Linked DNA regions of Mus musculus: region 2 is linked to region 1. A link is a contact called in public HiChIP or PLAC-seq data. All regions are on one chromosome and are shown on one strand. The core of a region is the stretch at or near the end of the contact, and the rest is flanking DNA. Distances in the headings are between cores, read along the strand shown. Region 1 has its middle 33 kb from the start of Gm34466. Region 2 has its middle 30 kb from the start of Gmpr.

Region 1 (3,793 bases), core at 909-3,408:
TCAGTTGACAAGAGCTGTTTTTAGCAGAATATAAGGGGGAGGGAATGTGAAGGACTCTGGTTAAATATTTTAGTCAGCTCTAAAAAGTATGTGTGTGAACAGCACAGCAGTAATAATGAATGATAAGGGCCATTCTCCAAGGACTTAGTGTAGTGGGCCATTTTTCATCTTTATTAATTTTTTTGTCATTTCTTTTTTTAAAAAAAAAACACATACATGGTGCCTTTTCATGTTATTTTATTTGAAATGTTTTTCCCTTAAGATTTCTGGGCTGTTGCTATAGCAAAAATAATGATGAAATGAAACTTTGCCTAATGTTCTCTTGCTCCTGAATTTCAGATGAGAAGTGGTGGGGCTCATGCTAACCGCAGCCCAGTGTTCATGGGAGAGAAGAGGATCTATTTATTCCAGGCACCACTAATTTCACAAGTGAACTCCCATTTCAACATTCCTCCTATCCATTTCCACTGAATAGTAAAGATTGGAACTGAATTTAGATAGTGCTAGTTAGATATCGTTCTCCCAAATCTGGCCCACGCCGTCTGCAGAGTGCTTAGGGATGCCATTACAGAGTGGGCGAGGAGAGGTAGCAAGGGTGTTTCTCATGCATCTCTCCACGCATTCCACACCTATTTCTTGTTGCTGTGGTTTGCTAGGTTAAGGGTACAGTGTAGAGAGAGAGAGAGATGGTGGGCAAGGACAGGGGTTCCTGTCGACACAGAAAAAATTACATCAACGTGTTACAAAGGAGCAAAGCCAGGTACTGTGGGAGTTGCTTTGGGTTACTGGAATCATAGAAGGCTTCCTTTTATTTATAAATAAATAAATAGATAGATAGATAGATAGATAGATAGATAGATAGAGGCTAAACACTCTGTTCCAAGTCGCAGAACCCAGGAGAGAGGATTAAATGCTTCCTCTGGAGGGTGGATGTCAGGGAAAATATGACGGAGTGTGCAGGATGGGACCAGAAACATGGACAGGAGTCAAGGGCTGGATTCTGAAGGAATTGATGATCTGGGTGATAGGAAGCCCTTGCAGTGTTTTCTGAATGTGCACCTGAATTTACTGGGTCTAGAAGTTGGTCCTGAGATACAGAGTTCTGCTGGGTAAAAGTGACCATTTCATTCTGATCCCACTGGAATCCATATATCTACCACCCAAAAGCTTTTGAATGTACATTACTGATTGTGTGTGTGTGTGTGTGTGTGTGTGTGTGTGTGTGCTTAATGGAAGGGAGTTGTACATGTGTGTACATGTGCCTAAGTATGTGGGGGGGGAGTCATAGGTTAACCTCATGTGTCATCCTTCAGGCTCTATAGAACTTGTTTTTGTTTTTTGGTTTTTTGTTTTGTTTTTGAGATATGGTGTCTCAATAGCTCCAGGGCTTTCGAATCAGTCTAGGCCAGCTGACTAGAGAGCCTCACATACACATCTATGTGTCTTTTTCGCTACAGTGCTAGGATTACTGTTGCACACACCACATCCACTGTAGTGATCGGACTCTGGTCCTGATGCACGCAATGGCAAACACTTTGTTCTCTGGACTGTGTCCCAAGTCCCTTCTTGGTGGATTCAGTTGGTGGAAGACACCGTGACACCCTTGGCTGACGGCTGGCATCAGGAAAGGACTGGGAAGTGGCCAACAGGACTTTGGCATCTGTCTTTGCTCAGCTGGAGGTGACCTTTGTATCGCTCATCTCGAAAGTGAACTTGGAAGACAGAAACAAATTGTTTGGCTCTGTACTAGAAAGCTCAGTACACCGGACAAGTTGTTCTTCTTGAAGCATCACCAGAAGCTGCTGAAAATAAGACCAGCATTGCTAAGAAGGAAAAAAAAAGATCATTCGTACAGCTTGCTTTCCTTCAGTCTCCTGATGCCGAGTGGGCAAATGGTATGAACAATGAAACAGGATAACCAGGAGATGTGTCCTTGTCTGTTTTCCCGTGGATTTGACTCTAGTGAGACCCTCACACAGTAAACTGAACCCTGCTAATGATGGTCTCTGCTCTTAAAAGTATGTAGTATTACCATTAGAATGGAATTGAATGAAGAACTTGGTCCTTCTCTACTTGGATAACTCTTCTCTCTGAACTCCAAAGAGACAAACTCTTCCTGTCAGACCATTTGACAGGAAGCCCTGCTTCTCGGAGGCTTGTTTGACTCCTCAGGCGTGACGGATCCAGATCGTGCTCCTCCCCATGGTTGGGAAGAAATGCTGCAGCTTAGGGCAATGGCTGCCATCCCACGGACCGTGGAGCACCGTGATGATCCAGGAATGAGTGGGTTTTTGCTCTCTCTGAACACTCAGCAGCTGTGATTATATCAGAAGCCTGGGCCCATTAATGCTCATCATTGGGACAGTCTCCAAGGACGTGTAAATAGTTAACAGTCTCTAGGGTGGAAGAAACCTTTATTTTCAGAAGTGCAACTCTCTGTAAATTGTCTGTGTTCCTATAAATAACCTCCCACCCATACTCTGTGAACGACTCCCTGAACTAATTGGCTCACCAGTTGGCTGTGCTGCTTAGCTTTCTGTCAACTTGACAAACAAGCTAAAATCACCTGGGAAAAAGACACTGCCAGTGGCCCTTAGGCCAGGCTGTGGAAGCATTTTCTTGATTGATTAATAATTGATGTGGGCCAGCCCAACCCAGTGTGAGCAGTGTCATCCTGGCCAGGTGGTCCCAGAGTGTGGAGTAAAACAAACCGAGCAAGCCATGAAGGTAAGCAGTATTCCTCCATGGCCCTTGCTCCAGTTCCTGCCTCTAGGTTCCTGCTTGGGTTCCTGCCCTGGCCTCCCTTGTTGATGGGTTGCATGATGTCTGATGAAATCGAGTCATCCCCCACACCCTGCCCCATGTTGCTTTTGGTTATCACATTTATCACAACAGAAAGCAAACTAGGACCCTAGCTTTGGTGGAATTCTGTTCTATTGTTGGTGCCTATGTTGAGTATGCTGATATTATTTCCTTCAACCCAGGAAAAAGCTAACATGTGTGCTAATGGGGCAGAGTAGCTTAGATAGGAAGGAAAAGGGGGGTATTGGGGAGATGGCTGCTCAGTTGATAAAGAGCTTGCTTTGTAAGAATGATGATGAGACTTCAGTGCCACATCAATGTCATGTGGGCATGGGAGCCAACACAGGTTGGAAAGACAAAGACAGGCTAGCTAGACTAGCCAAATCGGCAAGGTCTGGGTTCAATTAAGAGGGTCTGCCCTAATGAATGAGTAAAGAGCAATGGAGAAAGACTGTGTTAAGCTTGGACCTCTCTGTACACACTAAATGGCACACATGCCCCCCCACACACACACACATGTGGAAAAAGAAGAAATTTGACAGTGATGAGGGCTAATGACACCAGCAATGGGAAGACAAGATTGTTGTACTTTAGAATCTGGGTCCTGTCGACACTACTAGGATGTGTGCAATTTTAATGGCGGGTGTAGGAACGAGCATGGTGGGGGCAGGGAAGGAGCTGTACAAGGGGCGTGGCCCCTGGGAGTGAAGAAGTGAGTGTGAAAGATGCAAGACATCACATATTATGAAGATTCACAGCTCTTTGCAAGCTCCGTACTAAAAGTGTCCAGACGCCATTATCTAGCTTGTTTTAGTTGTTGTTGTTTTTTTTTCTTTACTTAAATCTTTCTCCAAATCCCCTGTCCTCTATTTCCAGGGGCTGTGGCAGACAGTTCTTCCTGAGGCTGACATTTTCATCACAGGGAAAGCCCGCAGTTCCTAGTAATAGCTGATCACAGGCATTTGGGATATCCAGCCTCGGTGTCTACCCT
Region 2 (3,488 bases), core at 75-2,574, 180 kb after region 1:
TTATGCGAAGAGACCTCTTAGGCTTAGAGAAGGACACAGGGAAGTGGCCCTGCTCTGTGCCAAGCTGAGACAAGTTTGGAAGGTAGATGGTAACCCCAACTGTGGTCTCTGGGAAGAGCAGCCCAGAGTTTTAGTCAAGGAAACCGAGGCGGGAACTCCAGCTGGAAGTAGAGACCAAGGATGGAACACTGGCCCGATGCTCATGAGGCCTTAGGGTCAGTGCCCAGTGCAGAAATAAACTTCTGCCTCCGGCTCAGGCTTGGCCTCAGGGCATTCAGAAGCCCAAGCAAGGGCAGGGCAGGGACAACAGTGGGAAAAGTTGTCACAACAGTGGAACATAAGAGTGTCCTCTTCCTCTCTATCATGATCAGATATCTAGTCACCCGGGTTCTTCTGTCTCTCTAGGGACAGGGTCATACATGTTATACATACTAGACAATACTTTCTATACATATAAATACATTATATACATACTAGACAATATGTTATATATACTCAGACAATATATGATATATATATAAATAATTCATGATATATGCATAGGTAAAACATGACATAATTTAGGCAACACATGATATGCATGCTAGACAATACATGATGTACATCTAGACAATATGTGATATACATACAACAATATATGATACACATATAGACAATATGTGATATATAGGTAATACATGATATATATGTGTGTGTGTGTAATATATACATATAGACAACACATGATATACATGCTAGACAATATGTAATATACATATAGACACTACATGGTATATATGCTAGTCAATACATGAATACATATACACAATACATGTTGACAATACATGATATACATATAGACATATATGTACATATGTCTTATGTTAGATAATACTATAGTAAATGACATGGGTGTTCTGAACCCTGTGTCTTTGCTGTCTGTAGAGTCTGAGGTCCCCTGGCGTGTGCCAGCTGTAAAGTTTGTTCTGTTGTTGGCCAAAGCTCATCTCTTCTGTCTGGGCAACTCACGCAGTGTTTCTGAGTGCTTTCTACATAAGTTATGGGACCATAGCAGAGTTTCCCAACTCTTCTGAGTCACTTTCTGATCCTTTAGTGTCTTGCCCACCTCTGGTCAGTAACTCCTTCGATCTCCCCTTAATTAATTAAACTCTGTTGTCAGCCCAATTGCCACCAGCAGCTAGTTTTCCTTAAAGGGTGTAGTGTGTGTTGGTATGGGCAGAGCATTCCACTAGAGCCATGAGAAAATCGGAGTTCTACAAGGACACAGCCATGGATAAAGACAATTCCTACTCAAGCTAGCTGAAGAACTGTAAATTTGAAAGCCAGTGTCTGAGCGCCCTCTACTGGAAGCAATGGCACATTACTCCCAGCATCATTTTCCAGCACAAAAGACCTAAATTGTTGAGATGAGACATTGGCTTAGCATTTTCTTGACTCTCACTTTCAGTTTCTTCCAGAACTCCTGATGTTGACACAAGACATGACATATGAAGGTGTAAGTTAATTAAAAGACGCTTCCAGCATCCAAGATGAGGGAAAGGTGAGAAATACTGAGAGGCTGTGTAAAATGGAGTCGTTTCTGTTGCATGCTAAGGATAAATAGCATCCTTGCCGATTCTTGCCAGCCTGCCCAGAAAAATGTGAGTTCTAGCAGCAGTTTCTCAGTTATCACTGACAGAACCTGATTGCTTAATGATTTATAGCTTTATTACATAGTGGCCAAGAGCAAGCCCCTCTGGTAAGTCACTTCTTCAATTTGGTGACAAGAAACCAGCCATCAGGAATGATGTATTTCCTTGTAAGTTCCTTGAGAAATACGAGATTTTTCCTCTGTGTGCCTGTGTGTGGTGTTTATGCCCGTGTGTGTGTGTGTGTGTGTGTGTGTGTGTGTGTGTGTGTGTATGTGTGTATGTGTATGTGTGTGTGTGTTTGTATGTGTGTGTGTATGTATGTGTGTGTGTGTATCTCTAGTCCCTGCTTTTTCTTTCTACTGACTTTGCAGTTGTCCTGATTATTTGTTGGTTTACTACAGTACTGGGGATCAAACTTAGGGCTTCATGTTGAGATTTCATTGAGCGTTTCAGTTCTTATAGTATAAGAAATACGATAATTTGAATAAGCATGGTCCCTGTAGGCTCACTTGTTTGAATGCTTAGTCATCAGGGAGTGGCACTACTTGAGAAGGATTAGGAGGCATGGCCTTGTTGGAGGAGGTGTGTCACTGAGGGGTAGATTTTGAAGTTTCCAAAGCCTGTGCCAAGCCCAGTGAGTCAGTTAGTCTGCTGTCTGTCTGTCTGTCTCTGTCGGCATGTGTCTCTTTGTCTTTCTCTCTCTGTCTCTTCCCTCCTCCTCCCCTCCTTCCTCCCCACTTTCTCTCTCTGCCTAAGGAGCAGGTGTAGCTCTCAACTTCTCCAGCACCATGCCTGCCTGCCTGCCTGCCTGCCTGCCGCCATGCTCTCTGTCCTGAGGATGGAGTAAACCTCTGAAACTATAAGTCAGCCTCCAATTAAATGTCTTATTTTATAGGAGCTGCCTACCAAGGTAGACACCAATGGTGTCTCTTCACAGCCATAGAACAGTGCCTAGGAAAAGTAACAAGACTGTACAAGTTCACTAATATCCTAAAAGCCTGCAGAAGCTATAATCAACCTGGGCCTTTTTTTTTTTTTAAGTTGGAAACATTTTATTTAAATGTGTCAAATAATCTCCCTGTTCTTAGACCAGAAGGTGTGAATACATTCCACAAGAACACATGATCTCACTGCTGTGATTCACAGAGTAACAGTCAGATGGCTTCGGATTAGATAGTTAAAGATCGCTCCTTCCTGGGTTACAGCTGGCAGACACCACCAATCTCTTGTAGCTATGTGACGAAATAGTGCTAACCCTGCTTGAACTCGAGAACTTCATTACCTTAGATCCTTCATTTCTGCTTGGCTTCCTTATTGGAAATGACTTTTTCCATGGTCCCTAACACTCATACACCTTGGTTTCTCCCCTGGACAGCCCATACATGTTGGCCAGGCCCTGTGCTCTGTTCTCTTGTTCCCAGAGCCAGGCTGTGAGTCAGATGGATGTTCCAAGGCACCTTCACTCACGATTGGTCTCTGAGCCACCAATCGGGACTTTTCATCTGATAGGAGGAGGCTGTACCACTGTGCACTACTTTTGAAAGGAACACTAACCTAAAAAGATGGAAAAGTGAACTGTGGCATGGCCTCTGTCACTAACTAGGCGCTTTATACAAGTCCTTGAACATACCCGGGCCTTAGTTTTCTTTAATAATAAAATATTTTTATTCATTTATTAATACATTTATTTTTTTCATTCCTAAAATCATCTTTATAAAACTTAGTCTGGAAAGTTCTATTTTGAACTAACATGGGATTTTAATTTTACGAGCAAGTTTTTGCTTTGTTTGGAAACAAGATCTTACTATGTTGTTCAGCCTGAGTTCAAGTGATCCTCCTGCCTCAGACAGATTCCCA

Evidence for each region. HiChIP or PLAC-seq counts read pairs in DNA pulled down with a chosen protein or histone mark.
Region 2: an SMC1A HiChIP or PLAC-seq map of large pre-B cells shows a contact between it and region 1, with 4 times the contacts expected there. The contact joins two enhancer-like sites. A contact is called at or near these places in 1 of 15 datasets of contacts at CTCF or cohesin (large pre-B cells), 4 of 484 Hi-C or Micro-C datasets (cortical neurons, embryonic retina and nephron progenitors) and 2 of 115 datasets of contacts at active chromatin or transcription factors (embryonic stem cells and large pre-B cells).

What each region holds. Positions count from the first base shown.
Region 1 is chr13:45,299,178-45,302,970 of GRCm38.p6, forward strand. No RefSeq gene overlaps it. Among named protein-coding and RNA genes, the nearest start is that of Gm34466, 33 kb to the left of the region's middle. Within about 2 kb of position 2,159, at least 7 of the 459 cell types and tissues checked have an H3K27ac peak or open chromatin away from gene starts, as enhancers often do.
Region 2 is chr13:45,476,122-45,479,609 of GRCm38.p6, forward strand. No RefSeq gene overlaps it. Among named protein-coding and RNA genes, the nearest start is that of Gmpr, 30 kb to the right of the region's middle. Within about 2 kb of position 1,325, at least 17 of the 459 cell types and tissues checked have an H3K27ac peak or open chromatin away from gene starts, as enhancers often do.